Regions from separate parts of the Mus musculus genome. Here region 1 is linked to region 2. Evidence: chromatin contacts called from public ChIA-PET data. All regions are on one chromosome and are shown on one strand. The core of a region is the stretch at or near the end of the contact, and the rest is flanking DNA. Distances in the headings are between cores, read along the strand shown. Region 1 overlaps Btbd11 (BTB (POZ) domain containing 11). Region 2 overlaps Btbd11 (BTB (POZ) domain containing 11).

Region 1 (4,831 bases), core at 2,006-4,505, 80 kb before region 2:
AGGGACTGGAGAGGAGGATCAAAGACCATGTCTGAGGATCTTGAAGGGGTCTGTGAGGCATAGTGACCCGTAATGGGGTAGAGAGTCCTGCTATAACTCAGAACTGGTCCAAAATGGGTTTGGCTTTAGGGCTGCGTTTCCTGTCTGTGTTCCTCAGATGAATGTAAAACTCACCAACAATTAAAAAAAAAAAAAAAAGCACAGGGTAACACTGCCAGGGCATCTAAATTTGAAGCTAAAAGGTTTCCAGGCAGTTGATTGGTGGCTGCGGCATGCCAGTCTCCTTGGCATCTGCAACTACCAAGCGCTGCCTGAGCAGGCCTTCAGGCAGCAAAGAAGAAAAAAGTGAGATTCTACTTAGTTTGTGCCTTGGAGGGGTCTGGAGCAACTACTGCGAATGGCGCCCCTGACCTTGGCGCGATGCCTCTGCTCGGTATTGAGTCCTCCCAATCATGTGTGCATCATCGGGGATTCTCTTCCATCTCATGAGTCACCCCCCTTCTCAGACCCCAAAGCGGGTGGTAGTTTCAGAACTTGAACCTAAGCCCGTCTTGGTTCTAAAGTGTGCAGGGAGGGGCGCTTCGATTCCCAGCCTAGTGCACTACATCCAGGCAGGCAGCCTTGAGATAGCTCTGTCAACAAAGTGACACTGTGGGTCTGCAGGTGAGGACAGGAGATGTGAGGAGAGGAAACCTCAGTCTGGCGTGGGGTGGAGGGGAAAGGGTGATCGGCCCAGCATGTGTTGGGCATCAGGAAAGGGCTGGGATGTGGGCGTTTTCTGTTCCATCCTAGAAAGGATGAGTCAGGAGCTAGGAGCTGCTGGGTCAACACAAGCCAGAGGTCCCCAGAGCTACAGCAATTTCTTTAAAGGAAGCACACACAGGGACTTTGTGTAGCTACTTGGGACTTTGGCTGGGGCCTCAGAAAGGTCACCATCTGCCAGGTGGTTTCGTCAGGGCTTCGGCCACTGGAAGGATGAGATGTGAAGGTGACTGGGAAGGGAAAGTATGGGCTGGCAGGGCCTGCAGCCCTCCGCACCCTCACCTCCACATTCAGGTCAGCTCCGGCATCCAGCAGCATCTGCACCATTGCCTCGTCCCCACGGACGCAGGCGTACATCAAGGGGGTCATACCCTGCGGTGGTTAAAAACCAGAGACGGAGACGTTTACAAGGTGGCCGTGGTCAGTTGACAAACACATGGAGCATCTTATTGGACTCAGACTCTGGCAGGACAAAAGAGTCAGTGTGGAGCCCTGTCACACACAGGGTCACAACCTTCCACATTCTGGAAACTACAGGGGAGGAGTGAGGGGAGGTGAACATCACCTTTTGTGATTGTGGCTTAAGTTGGAGGGTTTTCACAGTACAACAAACCTATGTGTGTCTTTACAACCAGTGGCTGATTGGGATGTGGTGGGGGTGGGTCTCACAGGAATTTTCTGGATTCTGTAACATCAACCCCTAAAGTATTTAATTATGATGACTACAGTGTCTTTGACATTTGTCTCTTCGAAGCATGACAAGGCGTCCTTGCTGCTCTGTATGAGCCTTGGGTCAGACAGAGTCAATGGTCACTGGATATCCCTGTGGTTGCTTTCACTGACATCTGCTCTGATATCACTCTATACAAGTCAAGGCACTGAGGCAGGATGGCCTTCAGGAAAACTTCCCCTTCTCCGACTCCTGCTCATCACAAACCGAGCATCACAACCAACAGGAGGAAGGGGTGGGGCTCTCCATCCAAAGGGCTGTGAAGGCAGTTATTTGGGAAGATATTCATGCTACAGCCTTGTCTCACACTATACACCAGTATAACAATTTTTTACTAGAGATAGTCAGAAAGAATTAAAATTGTAAGCAATGCCAAGTTGGTTTCTGCCCCTGTCTCTAGGCAGAAAGGGGATGAAGTATAGCATACATGAGAGGGGCTCTAGCACTGCACATCGCTGTGGAACTGAAAACTTTACGGGCAAAATTCCAACGTCAACGACAAACTGAGATACCTTGGTTCCACTAAAGGACTTCGTGCCCTGATACAGGAAGAATTCCTCTAAGAAAACAAGAAAACAGTAAAAAATGCTGATAAAAAGCAGGCAAAAGGAAAGTGGACTAGCAGGGAATACATATATAACTAGAGGTGTGCAAAGACTAGTCAGACTCCTAGGGGGAGGGGCAGTACTGAAGACTGAGAATTCAGGAAAGGCTGGTACATTTGAGACACTTCTGTTTTAAAGAAACATTTCCCCAAGGAAATAGAGATTGGAACAAAGATTTGTGTAAGTGTGCTTAGCTCAGCACTAGTCACAAACACTTTAAATATATGATGGGGGAAGGATGGTTAATAAACAAATAGTAATCACTTTATAGAGACACTAAAAGCGACTTAAAAAAGAATATTCATTGACATTGTAAGGTATCTGGAATGTAAAATACTGAAAAAATAAAACAGATAAATAAGTCCCTGGTTTTAAACATACAAGATACACATGATTGTGTACTGAGGATCCCTGACGTTGTCCAAGAAAGTGATTAGCTGTCATTATACAGTCCCTTCTATTCCCTTCGTGGGAGCTCTTTGCAAGAGCTGCCTGTGGAAGAAACAGCCCCATCTGTCCCTTGTAACAGCACTCAGGATTCACACTGAGAATGGCTGTCCATTTGCACGGTCTATGACACCACCACATCCCCAAAGTCCCCTCTGTGACTTGTGGTTGCCTCTCATGGCACCATGTTCAGAATCTGGTTGGTGCTGCCCTATCTGAATGTGCTCTAGGGTCCCCAGACTGACTTTGGTGTCTTTAAACACACCCACCCTAAGAGCACAGTGCGCATGGCCTAGATCTGTCTGGAGCCAACAGCAGACTGGCAGAGAAAAGCCTTTAACATGCCAGTAAAGAGACTTGAAGGTTGCAGAGTCCTAAATACAAACGATGGCCAACCTAGGGGCTCCATCTCCTTTCTGGAACAGGTCTGGTTTTCATTCCTTTTTAAATTTCAGCTGCGACAATCATGTGAGATTTCCATAAAGATGGGCAAGTGTATTTTTAGAAAATTAAAACCAAACCAAACCAAAAACCCCCAAACACTAAGAGAGAGAGAGAGAGAGAGAGAGAGAGAGAGAGAGAGAGAGAGAGAGAGAGAGAGAGAGGCAGGGGAGGGGCATTAATTTTTTTAATCGATCAGCAGAGGGAGCCTGTGTCCCGTCAGCTGCTCGCGCCCAGGCTAAGCACGGGAGGAGATGAGGTCCAAGCAGATTGGTACCTGTTCGCTCATGGTGTTGATTCCATCCGGCCCCAGCAAAGACACTGCCTGCTTCACCAGGTCGGTCCGTCCACAATTCAGCATCCGGAAGCCCAAGTCCTGCTTGAACTTGGCTTCGATGGCCACGGCGTCCAGCTTCCGAGAAGCACAAAAGCAGTCGTCCGCCCTGAGGGGTGGGGAGGGAGAGATGGTCACGTGGGTGCAGCCGCTTTTCCCCCCAGGATCTGGTCCCTGAGATCAAACGTCTTAGCAACCCCCACCGAGCACCTGAGATCCTCGCGGGCTTTTCCTAGGTTTTTGCCTTTTCTAGGTTTCCATTTAAAAGAACTGCCTCAGCCTGCACGGGTGGAGCACTCTTTACTCCTGGAACTCGGGAGGCAGAGGCTGATAGGTCTCTGAGTTCGAGATCAGCCTGGTCTATAACGTGAGTTCCAGGACAGCTAGGACTACATAGAGAAACCCTGTCTCAAAAAACCCAACCAAACAACTGGTGTCTCACTCCGCGCCCGCCCCCCCCGCCCCCCCCCCCCCAATTTCTGGCGGTTCTAAATCCTGTCTTTACTGAGCTTAGGTGTGGTCCCTCAGTGTGCCAGTAGAATCCTCAGCTAAGAATCATTTCATTATGCAAATATTTAGGCATTTTTTAAAAAAATAGGTTAGGTTCTCTGCTGAATGTTTTATCTGAGTTGTTACATTCGGGTCCCACACAATAGAAGGCATAATTCCTATGGGGGGACTGTCCAAAAAACAGGAATGAGGAATCTTTCTGAGGCTACCCCATCTATAAGTGATAGCTTGGATTTGAACCAGAGAAGCATGTGTGGAGAACCCGTCTTCGGATCTTCTGTGCCACTCTAGCTCCCGAGTGCAGAACCTACTGCTTTCCTGTTCACTTGACTGAGCCCTCATACTTGGCTGTGGACTTCTGAGCAGGCATTTGCCTGGGTCCATTCCAGTGACAGAGGAGACAGGGGGCATTAAGACAGGAGAGTGGACAGAGCTCAGGATGGACTCTCTCCTTTCAAAATAGAACAAGCTGGAGAACTTGCTAGATGAAATGAGAGATGGCAAGGTGCTTCAGCAAGCCACTTCAGGGAGCAAGAGGCTAGGCCAGGAAACGAGGGAGGAAACCAATGAGAGAGGGTGATACAGGCTTCATGTTGAAAGAATGTTAGTACCTTCTCCCAGTCCCCATGAACTGGTCAATAATCACTCAACAATAATCAAGCAACAATGTGTTGATTGAGTGCCTGTTAGGGTCATGTCAGCAGCCCTGCGCTGGAAGCCCACAGTCTGGTAGAAGACAAGCATGAAGACAGTCCGGAGAAGACAAGCATAGGCCATATTCTCATGTATCTCATACAAGTATTTAGGGTTCGGTGGTTCTCTCTCTAAATAAAAAATGTTATGAAACTATAAGCCCCTTTGCACCACACACAGCCTAGGGGAGCCTAGGCTTCCTCGGAAGGTGGCCCTTGAGCTGTGGTTGTAGGTATGGGGAGAGGAATGGCAGAAGACAAGAGCACTCTGTGCAGAGCCAGCAGGAGCAAGGGTCCAGGTGAGACATGG
Region 2 (4,623 bases), core at 1,318-3,817:
TTCCTTCTTTCTTTACCCCCTTTCTTCTGTGTTTCATACTTCCCAAGTTCCAGATAGTGTTATATGTATGTATGTATGTATGTATGTATCTATCTATCCATCATCTATGTATTTATCTATCTATCATCTATGTATGTATGTATATATGAATCTATGTGTCTATCATGTATCTATGCATCTGTCTATCTATCTATTATCTATCTATCTATCTATCTATCTATCTATCTATCTATCTATCTATCTATCTATCATTATCTATCTGTTACTGTTTTATCAGTGAACACATCAAACGTTTGTCCCGTCAGGAAGGGAGGACAGACTCCAGCAGGGAGAGAGGCAATGCAAAAAGTAAAGCAGTTAAATGTGGAGTGTGACTAGGAGATGGGAGGGAGGGGACTGTTATGGGTTTGGGGGCTCTTGACTGTTTATCCATCTCTCCAGACCCCAGATGCTTGCCTTGTCTATTCTAGTGGATTGCTTTACTAGCCTGAGGTAAGAAAAGAGTCTTTAGAGAGTTACTGTTTCACAAGGGTGAGAGAGCAAGACGTGGAGAGTTGTTTTGGCTTGGGGGAGCGGTCAGTGCAAAGGTCCTGGGGTTTCCCTCTTGTGGTCAAGGAACAGAAAGGACCAAAGGGAAGACAGAGTGTAGTGGGTGGGGAGCCTGAGAGCAGTTCTGAGGACTTGGGCTTGTCCTGTGGATCAGAAAGGAACCAGGGATGAATTCTGAACAGAAGACAGAGGAGATCTGATGTGCATTCAACAGATGCTGCTATAGTCATCAATAGTTAATGGGCACTGTTTGGAGATCACATATATTGCCTGCAGCAGGCAAGATACCACACCCTGAGATAGGCGTCTAAGTATTCCATATCAGAACATCAGCAGCACTGGCTGAGATGATTTCTTCAGTGTAATTGGAAAGGAAACAGGCTCAGGGTAGATGCAGACTAGATTTCCCTAAGGCAATGACAGAGCTGGGAGACTTAGCAGGCCTTCCTTCCTCTAGAGCCCTCATCTTTCCTAATTTCACTGGCACTGCTTTATGTACACAGCAAGCACTCAATAAAGGCACCCTGGACAGGTCAGCATGAGCACCTTTGGCATGAGAGACTGGCATGCCACTTCTGACATAGAGAGGCTATGTGGGACGGACGCCAGGTTTAGAGAGAGTGTCCACTTACTGAGCTCGGCGATGCTGCCCACCCGTGTGGCCAGCAGGGACTGCTCGATGGTCCTCAGCTCTGACTGGCTGAACATGGGGAGCTCTCCCGGCTTGCTGGGCCGCTGTGGGTCTCGGTGCAGGTTCAGGCTCTCTGGCAGGCTCAGCACACCTGCAGTAGGGAGGGACAGAGAAGGCAAGACAACTAGTCACTTTTCCATTCATCAAGCGAGAGGTGCCAAACTTCTAACCGTCAGAAGCTGAGACAGGAGCCCACACTCTGGACCTCCAACCCCTTTTGAAACAAGGTAGCATATAGAGCTCCCATTGGTGCTGTCCCCAATCATTATGTAGCCAAGGGTGACCTTGAACTTGTGATTCTCCCCCCTCTATCTCCTGGGATTGCTGGTGTGCACAACCATGTCCAGTTTATTTGGCGCTGGAAATCAAGCCTTCATCCCTGCTAGGCAAGCAGAAACCAACTGAGCTACATTCCAGACCTTGGACCCCTTTTAGATATAGATGCTAATTAACCAGCCATGCGAGCTTTCGTCTGGGCGTTATATTTCCAAAGATCATGAACAGACTTGTTCTCTGGCTTAGCAGAGGATCTGTCTGCTGCGAGGTGCTTCTCCTGAACCCAGAGATGACTGCCTCGTTCTTTCTTCAAGAGACAGCCCAAGCACTAGGGACTGGGGAAAGGCAGTCCCTGCAGGTGGTAGCCTTTAAGGACTTTCTTCATTGGTTGAATACATGTAACTGGGGTGGCTGTCCGGTGATCTGGGAGACAAGGCTTCAGGGTTTCTCTGTAGTGATGTATATGGGGTTGGGGCTAGGATTTCTATACCTTGTACTGTGAATGCCCACAGAAATTCCTGGAATACACTACTCTTCCTCCCTGTTTGCTCTGGAAACATTTAGTGAGGACCTGAATTGTAAATATGTGGCTTATGCAGAGTCATTTACCAGTCACTAAATTGCTAACCACCTCCAGGAGGAAGGAGTGTGTCCCTGCTTCTGGAATTTCATGTCTGATGAATTGACTTACTTTGGTCAAGGGTACATTAACAGAGAAGACAGACTCAGAGCCTGAAAAGTGCCTATGACATTGAACTTGCTTTCCTGAGCTCTGCCTTTATGATGAACAGAACATACCCTGGGTAGCCTTGCTCATTTAAGGAAGGGGAGAAACACACACACACACACACAGTGGTATACCCCAGCCAAATACACACACACACACACCCTCGATGCTCACAGAGGAACTTGGGAGAGATAACCCATGATCCACATACAGGTGCTGAATGGTGTAAGTGATGTTAGCCAACAGGCAGAGGGAAAGGAAGCAGAAGGTAAAGCCGGTGAGCTCAGCTTCACTCATCACCCACCCGGCTCAGATCACAGATCTCAGTAGCCCCACCCAAATCCTGCCACTCAAAGCCCTGGCTGAGACTGTAGGGGGGGAGGGGGAGGCAGCTAGAGTAACCATTGTTTCCAATTCGTGGTAACAGTGGCTAAAGGATATGAAGGCCCATTCAGTTTTAATACTCTGAAATTCTATAAGCCTGAAATTTTTCACACAAATTTTCATTGAAGACTCTTCTCGAACTGCTTTTGTGTCAGACACTTTGTAGCTCCAAAGAACGTACTTCATATCACAGCCCAGCACACACAGAGGGCAGACTAATGTGCTGGAACAGGCAATGAGCTTGGAAAACATCGCAGCCTGGCAGACAGGCCAATACAGCCTCACTATTCATAGGACACCTGAGGACCTTTCAGTTTTCAGACAGGGAAGGCCAGACCTACAGAAGGTGCCCACTATGCAAGAGACCCCTCTGCCTCTCTAACATCCTCCCATTGGAACCAGGCAGGGAGGCCTTGAGTCATCTTCTTCCTTCCTCACACCAACCTGAGGGTCAGAGGCTGGACCAAGAGGCTGCTGCCATGGCAATAGATCTTGGGCTTATCCCTCACCTGAGGTCTCTGATGTCTGTGGCTCTAACACATGGACCTCCTATCCCCTTGAAGGGGTCAATACATATGATGCCAGAAAATCATGATCAGGGCTAGAAAGTGAGGTTAAATTTCTACTTGTGGGTAGAGGGAAGCAGAATCAAGGGGCTTAAAGAGCCAAGAGTGAAGTCCTGAACACTGAGGGGGAAGAGGCAGACCAGTATCAGCACAGGTCCTCAGGTGTCCCTAAGGTTTTCATGTGCCCGTGGCTTTTATCACTGGCTGTGGGTTAACCCAGATTGCCGGCCTGTATGCTGCTCTCTCCACAGGGATCAACGGGCACAGGAGAAAGAAACTTGAGTCTGGGTCTCTGAGCTTCACCCTAGCTTGACCTCAGACAGGTCCGTGAACCTCAATGTGAAATGGGGGCAGGGGATGGGGGTGGGATAAATCACTGGATTTGACTTTCTTCTGGGGCTGCTGGGGACGGGGATGGGAAATGAGATCCGATGGGCTAGGCTGTCTTTCAAGTGCTAAGCAGAAGGGTTCACCACACATCGACCTGAGATGAAACACCAGCTCTGGATTTCTTCATGCTTCATTGCGCAGATGAACAATCCCCCTTGGAGTTGCTTGTCCTTTCATAGAGGTATGAAATTCAAATGAGGAAATGCCATTATTCAAAGAAGCCTTAAGAACTGGATGGCGGAGATTTGCAAAATCTGTAATTGATCTATTATGCAAAGATTATGTATTATGGCTTTATTTTCTTAACTCCATATATATTGTCTTAGGATTCTCTGGCTGTGACGAGACACCAGGACCACGGCAACTCTTATGAAAGAGAACATTTCACTGGGACTGGCTTACAGTTCAGAGGTTTAGTCCATTATTGTCATGGCGAGAAGCATGGAGACAGGCAGACATAATGCTGGAGAAGGAGCCCGAAGTTCTACACCTGGATTGGCAGGCATCAGACAGTGATGCTGAGCCTGACTTGAGTTTCTGAAACTTCAAAGCCCACCTACAGTGACACAATTCCTCCAACAAGGCCATACCAAGGACACACCTCCTAACAATGCCACTCTCTATGGGCCCACGGAGCCCAATTTCATTCAAATTGCCTCATAGGGCTTAACACATAAACTGAAATACTTATTTTTTCTAATGTAAAAACTATCTAGGTGAATAAGAAGGCCTGAACACCAAAGTTTAGTGTCTGATGCAAGTCTATTATTGGAGTTGAGGACAGAATGACTTGCTGATTAAGATCCAAGGTCACAATTGAATTCAATTAAGATTGAAGTTCAGAGGGGTGGGAGAGATGGTTCAGCCGGTCAAGTATTTGTTGCAAGCCTGAAGACCTGAAAAAAGCATATAAAAGCCAAATATGGGGCTGGTGAGATGGCTCAGCAGGTAAGAGCACTGACTGCTCTTCCAAAGGTCCTGAGTTCAAATCCCAGCAACCACATGGTGGCTTACAACCACCCGTAAAGAGATCTGGCGCC

Evidence for each region. ChIA-PET counts read pairs in DNA pulled down with a chosen protein or histone mark.
Region 1: an RNA polymerase II ChIA-PET map of memory CD8 T cells shows a contact between it and region 2, with 6 read pairs. The contact joins two enhancer-like sites. A contact is called at or near these places in 20 of 484 Hi-C or Micro-C datasets (the HPC-7 cell line, adipose-derived mesenchymal stem cells, cerebellar granule neurons and 9 more), 8 of 115 datasets of contacts at active chromatin or transcription factors (bone marrow-derived macrophages, embryonic stem cells, memory CD8 T cells and 1 more) and 1 of 9 other capture datasets (embryonic stem cells).

What each region holds. Positions count from the first base shown.
Region 1 is chr10:85,623,500-85,628,330 of GRCm38.p6, reverse strand. Btbd11 (BTB (POZ) domain containing 11) reads right to left here. Exons shown (of 17, transcript NM_028709.2): 5 at 3,263-3,428; 6 at 1,045-1,134. Among named protein-coding and RNA genes, the nearest start is that of Gm40731, 36 kb to the right of the region's middle. Within about 2 kb of position 3,255, at least 52 of the 459 cell types and tissues checked have an H3K27ac peak or open chromatin away from gene starts, as enhancers often do. A contact at or near this core is called in memory CD8 T cells, where this site is marked.
Region 2 is chr10:85,543,150-85,547,772 of GRCm38.p6, reverse strand. Btbd11 (BTB (POZ) domain containing 11) reads right to left here. Exons shown (of 17, transcript NM_028709.2): 2 at 1,182-1,331. Among named protein-coding and RNA genes, the nearest start is that of Gm40731, 45 kb to the left of the region's middle. Within about 2 kb of position 2,567, at least 6 of the 459 cell types and tissues checked have an H3K27ac peak or open chromatin away from gene starts, as enhancers often do. A contact at or near this core is called in memory CD8 T cells, where this site is marked.